Linked DNA regions of Macaca mulatta: region 1 is linked to region 2. A link is a contact called in public Hi-C data. All regions are on one chromosome and are shown on one strand. Each heading gives the region's core, a stretch centred on a gene start, on an enhancer-like site or on the middle of the called end of the contact. The rest is flanking DNA. Distances are from core to core; before and after follow the strand shown.

Region 1 (7,312 bases), core at 2,892-5,391, 48 kb after region 2:
TCATAATACCTGTTCCATAACAGCTTTTTTCTCTCCTTGAAGTATTTGTCTGAAAGTGGCCACCAGCTTCAGGGGGTCCCTCTGATATATGCTCTATAGAAATGAGAGTGGTAAACAGTGAGCTTGGCTCTTACCCATGTCCCTCAATCCCTCCAATCCCCAGGCCCCCATTCACACATATACTATAAGGCAGCACAACTGTAGACTCCAGAAGTTTTTGTGCATTTGCATGCTTTTAAAATCTAATTTGCCTGCTAGCTAGTAGCTAACCACAGGAACACAAATTTGCTTCCAGCATCCAACCAATTTTCTTCCAGGGCCCAATGCTCAACCCAGTTCAACCTCAGCCACACCCAGCCTTGTTCCCTCCCCTCCTGCCCCACCTCCAGGGTATTGATGTGTTGCAAGATGGTGCTCCCCTCCCCCTGCTCTCCCGCCGAGGCCTGAAGGCGCTGGACAGTGTCTGAAAGTAGGGCACTAGCCATGTTGCAGCAGAAGGCGTCTGAGCCGACCAGGAACTCCCTGCAGGAAGATCAGGATGAGGCTATCTCAGGCCAGGGCTTCCTCAGCTCTCCTGACCCTTTACCCCACAGCCAAAAGCTCAGCAGTTCCTTTCTCGCTCCTTATTCTCCATCTAGGCCCTCTGTAGCTCTCACCCGTGCTCCTTGTTCCCCAGTCTTCTAGCTGTTATGAGAAGTGCCTTTGTCCCAGCCCAAACCTCCCTCCTCTTCAGCTCAGCCTCCTAAGAGATGGGGTCTCCATCTGTCAACATTCATAGGCTGGTCTTGATGGGGCACAGACTCCCTGCTAAATCTAGGTCACTACACATGGAATAACAGGTCTCAAGTTCTGAATCCATGGCTGAGGGGAAAAAATCTAAGGAGAAGGAAGATGAGTCAGGGAAGACTTGGGGAACCAGCAGGGAACAGCCAGGACTCACCAGGGCTGGCTCTCCAGCCAGTCACCCAGAAGATGCCGCAGGTGTTGGGGAAAGTCGACATAGAGCCGCTGCACTTTTTCTGGGGGCATCTTGGAGACCAGACCCCACAGAGACATGATCTGGGACTTGGAGGTTGCCTGGAGGAGAAAAATAAGGCCACTCTGAGGGGTGCCCAAGAAACTTGGCCTATCTTCTGGAGCAGCCAGGGACCTCCTATAGATAGCCCTCCTAGGGACCATCCCCACCACCACTCATGGCCAGACCACCTTAAACCAGGGGCATCCTGGGTCAATGCCTGAGATGGGGGTAACTCCTTCAGTGATAGACACAGGGGTGGAAAGAGTTGAGCTGTAGCCAGAGGGGTGGGGAGGCAAAGGGAGACAGGGCAGTAGGGAGAGAGCTCTCTTGGAGATGGCAGAGAATTTGGTTGCAGCTCTAGACCTGACTCTGGTTCTGTGGGCAAGGAGCCTTCCCTGTGTGGGCTTTGATTTTCTCATCTATAAAATATGAGTGTTAGATGAATGGAAAACTTTCCAAACTTTTTAAAGCAGTAGGCAATGTCAGCTTTTAATCTGTGGAATCTCAATTACATAAAAGGTACGAAACTGAAGATGCCCTGTTGAAAGCAAGCATGGAAAGCCTGAAACTTGACTGCTTCTACTTCCCTCTCCCCATCTCCTGACGCCAAAGGCGTCCCTAGACAAACCTCTCAAAATTCTAGGACTCCATGAGATAATTTGAAAACCACAAGGCTCGGCCAGGAGCGGTGGCTCACACCTGTAATCCCAGCACTTTGAGAGGCCGAGGTGGGCGGATCACTAGGTCAGGAGATCAAGACCATCCTGGCTAACACGGTGAAACCCTGTCTCTACTAAAAATACAAAAACAAAATTAGCAGGGCGTGGTGGCAGGCCCCTGTAGTCCCAGCTACTCGGGAGGCTGAGGTGAGAGAACGGTGTGAACCCGGGAGGCGGAGCTTGCAGTGAGCCGAGATTACACCACTGTACTCAAGCCTGGGCGACAGAGCGAGACTGTCTCAAAAAAGCCTGGGCGACAGAGCGAGACTCTGTCTCAAAAATATATATATATAAGTAAATAAAATTAAATAAAAATGAAAACCACAAGGCTAGATGATGAAGAGGATGGGAGAGTAATAACAGCTACTATTTGTTAAGCACTTACCACGTAGGAGGCATTACACTCAGTGCATTATCTCATTCAGGCCTCATGACACTTTTGAAAATATATAATATCCATTTTATAGATGAAGAAACTGAGGCTTAAGGAGTTTCTCTACCCTGCCCAAGGTCACTCAGTAGGTGAGTTTGGAAAGCAGGCTTTGAATCTGAGTGGGGATTAACCATCGCACTGTGTTGTTAGGATCCCTTCCAGGGGCAAATCTGATCATCCTAAGAAGTGGGGGAAGATGGGAGGAGACTTGAAGGAGGAGAGTTGGAAAAGGAAAGTAGAGAGAACTAAGGAAGAGGATGGGAGAGACCGGAAAAAAAGGCAGGTTTAGTAAGCCAGGAGGAAAGAGCCTAGAAGAGAGAGGAAGCTGGAGGTGAAGAAGAGAGACGAAAAGAGGGAGAAAGGAGAGAAGGGGACAGGGAAGTAGAGGAGGGGGTTGCATCCCCATTTCCAGGTTCAGGGGGAACTGGGTAGACCAGTGGTTCCCCAGGGGCCTCTCAGTTCACGTTTCTCACAATATCCCTCTCCTAGAGATGAGGGAGAGGATGGGATGACAACTCCCCCGGTCTCCCAAAAACCAGTAACCCCAAGTCCTCCTGTTCCACGTTCAGCCTCTCACTTCACCCAGGACTCTCAAAGGGATGGAAAATGGAGAGGCCCCTTCTCTGGACCTTCCTGCTCCAAGACCTTCATGCCCCTCTTTCCTCCAGTTCCCACTTCCCCCAGCTCTTTTCTCCTCAAGACGGATCCTTACCCCTCCTGCTTAGGTCCCTCCAATAGGCCTTTCTCTAACCCAAGAGAGAAAGGTCCTCTGGAATGGGTGGGCATCGCTTTCCTCTGCATCCCCTTGCAAAGTGACCAGCCTCCTGGCATGGCCCTGGCTAGGAATATCCAACCCCTCTTCTTCCCCAGACATTAGGAGGACACATTTCTCCCCACCCCAACTCATAACAAGGCTGGGTCGATTGGCTTGACCAGGACAGGGGCTCCTTTAGCGTTCAGCCCGCTGTAGGGGAAGGGAGGGAGGAACCACGGCGTGAGGGGCGGGACCAGTGTTCCCTCCCAAACCCAGAAGGGAAGCGCAAGGTCTGGGATCCTTGTCCGCCCGCTTGGTGGCCTAAATTCGCTTATCTCAACCCCTACCTCCCGAAGTCCTCTGACTGTGGGACCACAGGATCGAAAGTTAAAACAGCTTCTCTGAGTTGCCCAATGTGTGGATGTGGCGGTGGGGGCGGGCGGGGAGGTGGAGCCAGTTCAGCACGAGGAGGGTTAACTCGGCGCCACCGCTGGGAAATCTCAGCGTCTACAGCAGCCAAGCGTGGAGCAGTTTTGAGGGGGAAATTCCCCCTCCTGTGGGGCACCATGAGGTCTACATCTGGGGCTCGCTCACCCCCCAGCCACACCCTTGAACAGGAACCTTTAGAGGAGGGCAGGATAGGGGTTTAACGAGGATCCACTGCCCTCTGGCATCAACCTTCCAGGGAGGGGCGGCCACTTCCCCCGACCCAGGGCAGAGGAGCACTCCTTCACCTTCTTTCCCTGACTTTCCATTGCCCTGGGGGTGCAGGGGTGAGGCTGTGAAAACGTGACCCATGGGGGAGGGGAGTACTGAGGCCTGGACCCTCCCAGATTCCTCCAGGAGTTCGAAACTGCCAAAACCCAGTGCCACCAGCCACCAACACTAGCTGAAACCATCTCTTGGGGACCATCCACCCAGCCAGGGGAGGATCCCGAGAGCTCCCCCGCCGAATCCACCCCCACACACTCAAAGAGGCCCCCGCACCCACCTCGGAGGCAACCCCTCTGCTGTCTTCTCCCTTTCTCAGCGGGCACTGCCAGGCCCCATAGGTCTGTAGCTCTGTCCAGCGAGTTCAAGGCTGGCCCTGCTAGCACCTCCCCCCTTCCACCACCATCACCAAAAAGAAAAATAAAATAAAACACACACATACATACACACACACACACTCCTCTCCCGTCCTCCCTCTTCAGTGTAAGCAGTGGCTGCCCCAGCCCGCTGTTTCCGGCTTCTCCTTCTACCCAGGTCCCTCCCTGGAGCTCTGACGACACAGAGAAGAGAAAGTGGGCTGGAGGAGGAAGAGGAAGAAAGTGGGGTGAATATGTGTGCCTCCTGTGCCGAGTGGGGGAGCACGTGGGGGATCAGGACTGGGGTCCAGGCCCTGGAGCCAGGCTCCGGCGGAGGCTGACCCCCACTTACTCTGGCCCCCTCAAAAGCATCAGCTTTTCTCCAGAAAGTCACCCAATATCAAACAGAGACATGCCACCCCTAACTGCTTGGCTCCCAAACTCAAACTCTGCCAAGGGCTGGGGTTTGGGCCCACGAGGGACTGGGCTCCCCAGGGCCTCAGGAAAAGTAAATCCCTCTGGACTCTGCGCTCCCTCCAGTGGAGGACCCTGAAAAGCAGCCGGGGAGCTCGATGCCAGCCAACTCCTAGGTCCCCCTCCCTTCTGGCAGGGAACGCCTTAGAGGTCGGTCTCGTGACCACTGATGGGAGGGAGTGGGGGAGGGGAACCCTCAGCTCAGAATTCTGGAAGACTCCAGGAGTCCCTTGGACTGAAGCTGGTCTTTGCCCTCTCCTCACAGGGCACCCCTCCTGAGACTGTGGGGGGAACCAGCACAAGCCGGAGCTGCTGCCTGCAGATTCACAAGGGACAAGTTTGAATTCGAATCTGCTGTGTTCCTATCTGCCAAGTTCCTATCTGTTTCTGGGGTAAACACTGAGACACGCCAAGAAACAAACACACACATGCACAACTTCCCTGACCACAAGACTACACACACACACACACACACACACATGCAGGTAGGCTCACAAACATATCCGCACTCAGAGCCCACTGTAATCACAACACCACACACAGACACACACACACACACACACACACACACACACACACACATATGCAGGCAGGCTCCCAAACATATCCGCACTCAGAGCCCACTGTAATCACAACACTACACACACACACACACACACACACACACACAGTCTTGCTCAGCTTCTGAGTCATCATCATAACTAGTGGAGGGTGCTGCAGTTTTTGCTGGGGGAGGAGCTGGAGGAGACCAAGGGACCCAGAGAGGCCTTTACTCGCGGACACCTGAGAGCCCAGGTGTGTGGAAGAGGTGGTGTCTGAGGGGCGGCGGGAGGAAGTTTCTGCTCCCCTCCTCCCTCCCATAGCCGGGCTGGGCTGAGGGGCCAAAGCTAGGCCTATGCTGCCCCCTGGTGCCTGAATTGATTTCCAGACCCAGCTCCTCCCACTCCATCCCTTGGTACCCCGCAGGTCTGTGCATGAGTGCATGTGTGTGGATCCAGCCAGGCAGCAGAGGCTTTGAACACAGCAGAATATAGCAGTTAAGAGACTGGACTGTGCATACAGGCTGCTTGGATTCAAATCCTGCTAATGCTGCTAACCACACAACCCTGGGCAATTTACTCTGTGATTCATTCTCGTCATCTGTAAAGTGGAGCAAATAAGTCTTAACTCATAATGTTGTGAGAATCAAATGCAGTAATACATCTGAAGGCTTAGAACAGTGACTGACACACAGTAACTGTCAGGCACTATTTTTATGGTTCTTAATAAACCAGGTATGAGGAAAGGAGAAGGGTCTCCATCCTACATAGAAGTCCCCAGATTTGGGGGTCATATTACTGCCAAAAGAATCCTATTGAGAGTGTATGTGCATATGTGCCCGCTGTGTCTGCAGGGCAGTGAATGGAAGAGAAGGGAGGCACGGGTGGAGGTGGCAGGCAGGGACTCTGTCCATTGGCTTGTCCAACAAGCCATCCTAGGATCAAGGTGTGTGCACATACGTGTTCATGGCACACGTGCTTTGTATGTGGTCCCGGGTGCCCACTCTGCCTGCAGACATCCACAGACAGTAGGTGAAGCCAGGTTTCACCATCTAGGGGTGTCAGAGCTACAAGTCCCCAAAGACTTGGGTAGCAGGAGGGAAAAGAGTAAATGTGCTCTCTGACTTTCGCTCCTTTTAAGGGGTAGGAAGGCAAGGGGCAAGTACTGGTAGAAAAATGGTATTTATTGTCTCCCTCTCTAACTGATTATACCAATGGGAACACTGTGATGTAAGGGGGAAAAAAAACAGAATTTAGAGGCAAATCTGGCTTGGGTCTGATTCCATTTAGGAGGTTCTCAATCAGATGTCAATCCCTCAAATGAGAATAATAGTCATACCTACTTCAACAGAGTCTAGGCTAGGGTAAAGTGCCTAGAGTATGAAATTTAAGGAGATACTCATCTTCAGATTGTACAATTGCAGGGTCTGTCAGACCTTCATTAATGACATCTGCACCTGCATGACTGTGAGGGTGACTGTATCACCCTCCCCTGGGCCCTGCCATCCCATCGAGTGGTGGTAAAGATTGCACAAGAGAGGCTCATGCCTGTAATCCCAGGACTTTGGGAGGCTGAGGCAGGCAGATCACAAGGTCAGGAGATTGAGACCATCCTGGTCAACATGGTGAAACCCTGTCTCTACTAAAAATACAAAAAATTAGTCGGGTGTGGTAGTGCATGCCTATAGTCCCAGCTACTTGGGAGGCTGAGGCAGGGAAATCACTTGAACCTGGGAGGCAGAGATTGTAGTGAGCCGAGATCACGCCACTGCACTCCAGCCTGGTGACAGAACGAGACTCCGTCACACACACACACACAAAAGATTGCACAAGAGAAAGCAAAAGGAAAAAATAACTTTATGTCTGTGTACTGCCGGTTACAACCCAATAGTGAGTCACAAAATCAATTTTACAACCCAATAGTGAGTCACAAAATCAATTTGGTGAGTGTATCAGTTTGCTAGGGCTGCTGTAACAAAGTAATACAAATTGTATGACTTAAACAACAGAAATCTCTCAAGATGCTGGAGGCTAGAAGTCCAAGATCAAGGTTAACATGAGCAGGGTTGATTGATTCCTTCTCAGGGATGTGAAGGAAGGCTCTGTTCCAGGCCTCCCTCCTTGGCTTGTAGATGGCCATTTTCACATTCACACAGTGTTCTCTTTGTATGCAAGTCAGCCTCCAAGTTTCCCCTTCTTTCAAGGATACCAGTCATATTGCATTAAGCACCACCCTAATGGCCTCATTTTAACTTAATTACCTCTGTAAAGACCCTGTAAGTGGGTCCTTCAAAATAAGGTCACATCC
Region 2 (6,794 bases), core at 2,005-4,504:
GAAAGTGAAAAATTATTTACAGTCAATATTATCCACTAATGTGAATAAACTCACTTTATTTTTCAATAAATGATAAAATACTTATTTTTTAATAGATGGGAAAATAACAAGAAAATTATGGTATAAGATTGTGGTCCTAGCCGGGCGCAGTGGCTCACGCCTATAATCCCAGCACTTTGGGAGGCCGAGGCAGGCAGATCACCTGAGATCAGGAGCTGGAGATCAACCTGACCAACACGGAGGAACCTGTCTCTACTAAAAATACAAAATTAGCCGGGCGTGGTGATGCATGCCTGTAATTCCAGCTACTATCGCCTGAACCAGGCAGGCGGAGGTTGCAGTGAGCCAAGATCATGCCACTGCACTCCAGCCTGGACAACAAGAGCAAAACTCCGTCTCAAAAAAAGGCCAGGCACGGTGGCTCATGCCTGTAATCCCAGCACTTTGGGAGGCCAAGGCAGGCGGATCACAAGGTCGAGATTGAGACCATTCTGGCCAACATAGAGAAACGCCATCTCTACTAAAAATACAAAAATTAGCTGGGCGTGGTGGCATGTGCCTGTAATCCCAGCTACTCAGGAGGCTGAGGCAGGAGAATCGCTTAAACCCGGGAGGCGGAGGTTGCAGTGAGCTGAGATTGTGCCACTGCACTCTAGCCTGGTGACAGAGCAAGACTCCTTCTCAAAAAAAAAAACAAAAAAGATTGTGGTCCAATAACTTGATTTCCCAGACTGAAGGTATCACCTTGACTATCTATAATAGACAACTTCAGGACCTAGGAACATTCCATATTTATTTTGCAAGGTGACAAAACATGCTACGAATTACATCTTAAAATAAGACTAAGACCTCCAGAGCAATCTGAAAGCCACTGAGAAATAGTCTGAAATGGGCCGGGTGAGGTAGCTCACACCTATAATCCTAGCACTTTGGGAGGCTGAGGAGGGCAGATCACCTGAAGTCAGGAGTTTGAGACCACCCTGGCCAACATGGTGAAACCACATATCTGTTAAAAATACAAAAATTGGGCCGGGCGCGGTGGCTCAAGCCTGTAATCCCAGCACTTTGGGAGGCCGAGACGGGCGGATCACGAGGTCAGGAGATCGAGACCATCCTGGCTAACACGGTGAAACCCCGTCTCTACTAAAAAAAAATACGAAAAACTAGCCGGGCGAGGTGGCGGGCGCCTGTAGTCCCAGCTACTCGGGAGGCTGAGGCAGGAGAATGGCGTGAACCCAGGAGACGGAGCTTGCAGTGAGCTGAGATCCGGCCACTGCACTCCAGCCTGGGCGACAGAGCGAGGCTCCGTCTCAAAAAAAAAAAAACAAAAAAACAAAAACAAAAAAAACAAAAAATACAAAAATTAAGACAGGCATGGTGGCGCCCGCCTGTAGTCCCAACTACTCGGGAGGCTGAGGCTGGAGAATCACTTGAACCCGGGAGGCGGAGGTTGCAGTGAGGCAAGATCACGCCACTGTGCTCCAGCCTGGGTGACAGAGCAAGACACTGTTTAAAAAAAAAAAAAAAAAAAAAAAAACTGAACCCAGGAGACCTCAATGAGCATATAGTATAAAAGCGATATAATTTGTGGCCGGGTGTGGTGGCTCACGTCTGTAATCCCAGGACTTTGTAATTCGAGCACTTTGGGATTGCCTCAGCACTTTAGGAACCCCTGACATTTGAGGTCAGGAGTTCGAGACCAGCCTGGTCAACATGGTGAAACCTACTAAAAATACAAAAATTAGCTGGGTGTAGTGGCGCATGCCTGTAATCCCAGCTACTCAGGTGGCTGAGGCATGAGAATCGCTTGAACTCAGGAGGTGGGGGTTGCAGTGAGCCGAGATCACGCCACTGCACTCCAGCCTGGGCGACAGAGCAAGACTCCATCTCAAAAAAAAAGTGATATAATTTGCACCACCTTGTGGTAACAGGAACACATGACATTTTACTAGATGTTTTTTATTTTATATAAAATGACTAGAATAAAAATATAAAAATTCCTATAGAAAGTAAAAAAAAAAAAATAGACTCGGGAAGGAACAAAGGCGGAAGTACAACACAATGACTTTTCATTAACGAAGAAGCTCCCAGGTCAACACCTCTGTATCCTCTTGCTGCAACTGCATCCCACACTGTACCTGTCAATATTAAGTTACATTGCCTTTCATTCACCTGTAGGTGATGTACAGCCACTGAATAGGGTATTCCAGGTTCTTAGTACACAGGGCAATGATGATAATGGCAAGGGCAATATGTGGTATCTGGATGCCAGAATACATGAAACACAGGCCCATTAGCTGCAAGGTCCAGGTCAGCAGGTTGATACTTCGTTCATTTTCCAAGGGCCCATACTTGTAACACACTGCAAAACTCATGAATCCAACTGTGAGGACATAACCTATGAGAAGAGTTATCAGAAGACATTCTTTTTCATCTATACTTGGTAAAAATAATTTGTGTGGGAAGCAGTAGTAAATTTACTATATAGCACCAATTGAACCGGGAAATCAGATTTTTACTTAATTATTCACACTTTTTTCTTAAAATACATTTCTCTAAGTTTCTATCCTTTCTGCTATCCTAAATTTATTCGGTTCAAACAGAACATTAAAGTTATATGTCAAACAACCCTGAAATAGTCTATTTTAAAAACCAATATATGGAAATCCAGATTAATCACCCCTCAAAGGATAAATCAAAGGTTACTATCTATAGGACCAAGGATTTTTACTTTGTAAATAAAATCTACAGCAGTTCATTCAGAAATGAAGGAGAAAAAAATTTACTGCAGAGTCCTTTACTTAAGGTCCCCAAGTATATTTAAAATATGATTCCATTAATAAGGTCAATTTACAGCTTTTCAGAAAAATGTTTATTGTGTAAAGAAAGGTATATTTATGAATACCAATAAATGACATCTTCTCCTTAACAGTACCATTCTAATTTAAGAGAAGGTGATAATCGTAGAGGGGTCAGAAATAAGCGAAAAACTACGATTTTTAAAAGTTTTTAAAAATGACATGAACTATTAAATCCCATAAGCAGGTAAAATATTTTCATGATTAAATTAACTGAAACAGCCTATAAACATACAAAAGGAAAGCAAAACCGACAACACTTACTTAAAAGATACTGCCAGTAACACCTCCAGATCTCTTGTAAATTTTTAAAAACTAGTTGAATGAGGTACAGAGAAAAAGACCAGCCTCCCACCAGGATGACGTAAATGGGACTTTTCTAAGACAGAGAGTAGAAGTGAAAGCAAAAAGTTACAACAGGCTTTCCATACATAAAAGAAGCAAAATGGAACTATGATTTTTTAAAAAAAAATTCAACCTACTCAAAATGCACAAAAAACACTTCTCTTAAAAAGATGTCCTTTATACTTAAAATGGTACAGTCTGCAAGGAACACTGGGAAGATGAGATGCTAAATAACTTAAAAGCCTGGCTATATAATTAAAAAACAGGAAGGAGACTTTAACCCCCCTCCGAGCACAGGATTTTATATAAAAAGAAAAAATTTGTAATCAGGCTCCAAGTTTCATCGTGGAAAGTACCTTTTTGAATCAAGGAGAGTAGGACATTGACTCATCAGCCATCAATACACATTTTCAGTTTTCTAAGATTACCCAGGAAAACAGTCCTTCAGCTATCCAAATTCATTCTAGCTGCACATGAAGATTCTGATACTTACCTTAGGCATAAACTTAGATAGTATAAAAATGATGATTAGTAGAGAGGCCACAATTCCCACACTCATCCCAGTGGAGTAGTAGAAAATTTGACTTCTGCAGAAAAAAAAATGTATTTCATGACCATATGTATATATTTCATACATAGTACTGTTGAAACTAGGACAACTAACCTAGCCAAAAGATTTTAAAAGGAACAAGATTAGAGCAGTACAAGCAAACATCAGAAACATTTCCAATTTGGTTCCAGACCACTGCAACAAACCAAATACTGCAATTGCAATCAGTAAGTCATACAAATTTTTTGGTTTCCCAGTGCATATAAAAATCATGTTTACCCTATATTAGAGGGTATTAAGTATACAACAGCATTATGTCTTAAAAATATATATTCCTTAATTTAAAATGCTTTGCTAAAAACTGCTAAAGATCATCTACGCCTTCAGTGAGTCATCATTTTTTTGCTGGTGGAGGGTCTCACTTCCATGTTGATGGCTGTTGACTGATGAAGGTGGTAGTTTCTGAAGACTGGAGTGACTGTGGCAATTTCTTAAAATACAACGAAGTTTGCTGCACTGGCTCCTCCTTTCATGAAGATTTCTCTAAAGCATGCAATACTGTCCTGATAGCATTTCACCACAGAACTTCTTTCAAAATTGGAGTCAATCCTCCAACAGCATTAACCCTTAACAAGAGGATCACCCCTCCTTTGAAGCTAGGCACTGACTTCTCTCTCACCATGAAAGTCCTCAATGGCATCTTTAATTGTAGCCACTTTCAACAATGATCTTAGCTAGATCTTCTGAACAACTTGCTACAGCTTCTGTATCAGTGCTTGCTTCATCTTTTTTTTTTTTTTTTTTTTTTAAGACAAGGTCTCACTGTGTTGCCCAAGCTGGGGTGCGATGGTGTGATCATGGCTCACTGCAGCCTTGATCTACTGGGCCCAGGTGATTCTCCCACCTCCGCCTTCCAAGTAGCTGGTACCATGACTGACTTTTTTGTATTTTTTGTAAAGGCAGGGTTTCACCACGTTGCTCAGGCTGGTCTTGAACTCCCTGGGCTCAAGTGATCTGCCCGCCTTAGCCTCCCAAAGTGCTGAGACTACAGGCATGAGCCACCACGCCCAGCCTACCTTGCACTTTTATGTAATGAAGACAGCTTCTTTCCTTAAATCTCATGAACCAAGAACCTTCCTTCACTAGCTGTAAACTTTTCTTCTGAGGTTTCCTCACCTCTCTCAGCCTTCACAGAATTGAAGAGAGTTAGGGTCTTGCTCTGGATCAGGCTTTAGCTTTAAAAAAGTTGTATCTGGTTTAATCTTCTCAACAGCCAACTAAAACTCTCTTCATATCAGCAATAAGGCTGTTTCACTTTCTTATCACTTGTGTGTTCCCTGGAGCAACACTTTTAATTTCCCTCAAGAACTTTCCCTTTGCATTCACAACTTGGCTAACTACTTGGGACAAGAGGTCTAGCTTTTAGTCTATTTTGGCTTTTGCTGTCCTCACTAAGCATAATCAGAGAGATGTATGACTCTTCCTTTCACTTGAAGACTTACTATCTACTCTAAGGTTATTAATTGGCCTAGTTTCAATATTGCTGTTTCTCAGGGAATATGGAGGCCCAAGAAGAAGGGAGACAGGGGAATAACCAACTGGTGGAGTTGTTAGAACACCCATGACATTTACTAAGTTCACTGTCTAATATGGTTTGGCTGTGTCCCCACCCAAATCTCATCTTGAATTGTAGCTCCCATCATTCCCACATGTTGTAGGAGGGACCTGGTGGGAGATAATTGAATCATGGGGGGAGTTTCCCTCATACTGTTTCTCATGGTAGTGAATAAGTCTCATGAGATCTGACGGTTTTATAAGGGGTTTCCCCTTTCACTTGGGTCTCATTCTCCCTTGCCTGCCGCCATATAAGATGTGCCTTTTGCATTCTGCCATGATTGTGAGGCCTCCCCAGCCATGAGGAACTATGAGTCCATTAAACTTCTTTTTCTTTATAAATGACCCAGTCTCGGGTATCTTTATCAACAGCATGAACTAATATAGTGTCTTACATGGACATGTGGTACCCCAAAATAACTGCAACAGCAGCATCAAAGATCACTGATCATGGATCACCATAACAGTTATAATCATATGAAAAAGTCTAAAATATTGTAAGAATTACTAAAATGTGACACAGAGACCCCAAGTGAGCACATGCTATTGGGAAAATGGTGTGGTAGACTTGCTCGACCCAGGGTTGCCAGGAACCTTCAATTTGGAAAGAAATGCACTATCTGTGAACCACAATAAAGTACAATAAACTGATGTGTGCCTATATTTGCCCAAAACTTGAGGTCAGAGAACTGTAGAGACTGACGCTATGTAGTTACTATCAGATTATGAAGATTAGTATTCAAGGGCTTCCCTCATATATTTCCCAATAATGAGCCTCTGTGTAATGTCCTATTCCCATCTCCATCATCTCTCCCAACCCGATTATTTTTTCTTTTCTAAGACAGGGTCTCACTCTGTCACCCAGGCTGGAGTGCAGTGGTGCGATCACAGATCACTGCAGCCTCAACCTCCCGGGCTCAAGTGATCCTCCTACTTCACACTCCCAAGTAGCTGGGACTACTGGCATGCACAACCCAGGCCTGGCTAATTTTTATATTTTTTTGTAGAGGCAGGGTCTCACTATGTTGCCTAGGTTGGTCTCAAACTCTTGGGCTCAAGTCATCCTCCCCCCTTCAGCCTCCCAAAGTGCTAGGATTACAGGTGTGAGCCACCACAACCAGCCCCCTATTCCAGATTTTTTTCTACCAGTTATTCCTCCCTCACTGTTTCTCCCAGCATCCCCAAAATAAGGAACAACTTCCAGCAACCCCACTCCAGCCCAACTTCAAACTCCAATTGTTAATCTTTCATTCACTATTCCACAAATACTTTTTACTTGTATACAAACTTAATGCTGATTTTACCTTCACTCAATGTTTATTTAGTTACCTATATATTTTCTTCATATTTGTACATGTCAGTCTCACCTGTCTTAACTAGTAGGTTCTTAAAGGAAGAAAATGAATAAGCACTTGATTTTTATTTTT

What was found. A called contact is a pair of places that touch in the nucleus more often than the background predicts.
Region 1: a Hi-C map of blood shows a contact between it and region 2, with 6 times the contacts expected there. The contact joins the promoter of STAT6 here to the enhancer-like site in region 2. A contact is called at or near these places in 8 of 14 Hi-C or Micro-C datasets (CD4 T cells, blood, cortical neurons and 5 more).

What each region holds. Positions count from the first base shown.
Region 1 is chr11:64,263,777-64,271,088 of T2T-MMU8v2.0, forward strand. STAT6 (signal transducer and activator of transcription 6) reads right to left here and starts at 4,142. Exons shown (of 28, transcript NM_001265997.1): 1 at 3,916-4,142; 2 at 941-1,077; 3 at 384-522; 4 at 10-93. The coding sequence starts at 1,056.
Region 2 is chr11:64,216,622-64,223,415 of T2T-MMU8v2.0, forward strand. NEMP1 (nuclear envelope integral membrane protein 1) reads right to left here. Exons shown (of 11, transcript XR_013401165.1): 5 at 3,697-3,790; 6 at 3,123-3,237; 7 at 2,173-2,398. Among named protein-coding and RNA genes, the nearest start is that of MYO1A, 13 kb to the left of the region's middle. Within about 2 kb of position 3,255, at least 6 of the 40 cell types and tissues checked have an H3K27ac peak or open chromatin away from gene starts, as enhancers often do. A contact at or near this core is called in CD4 T cells and blood, where this site is marked.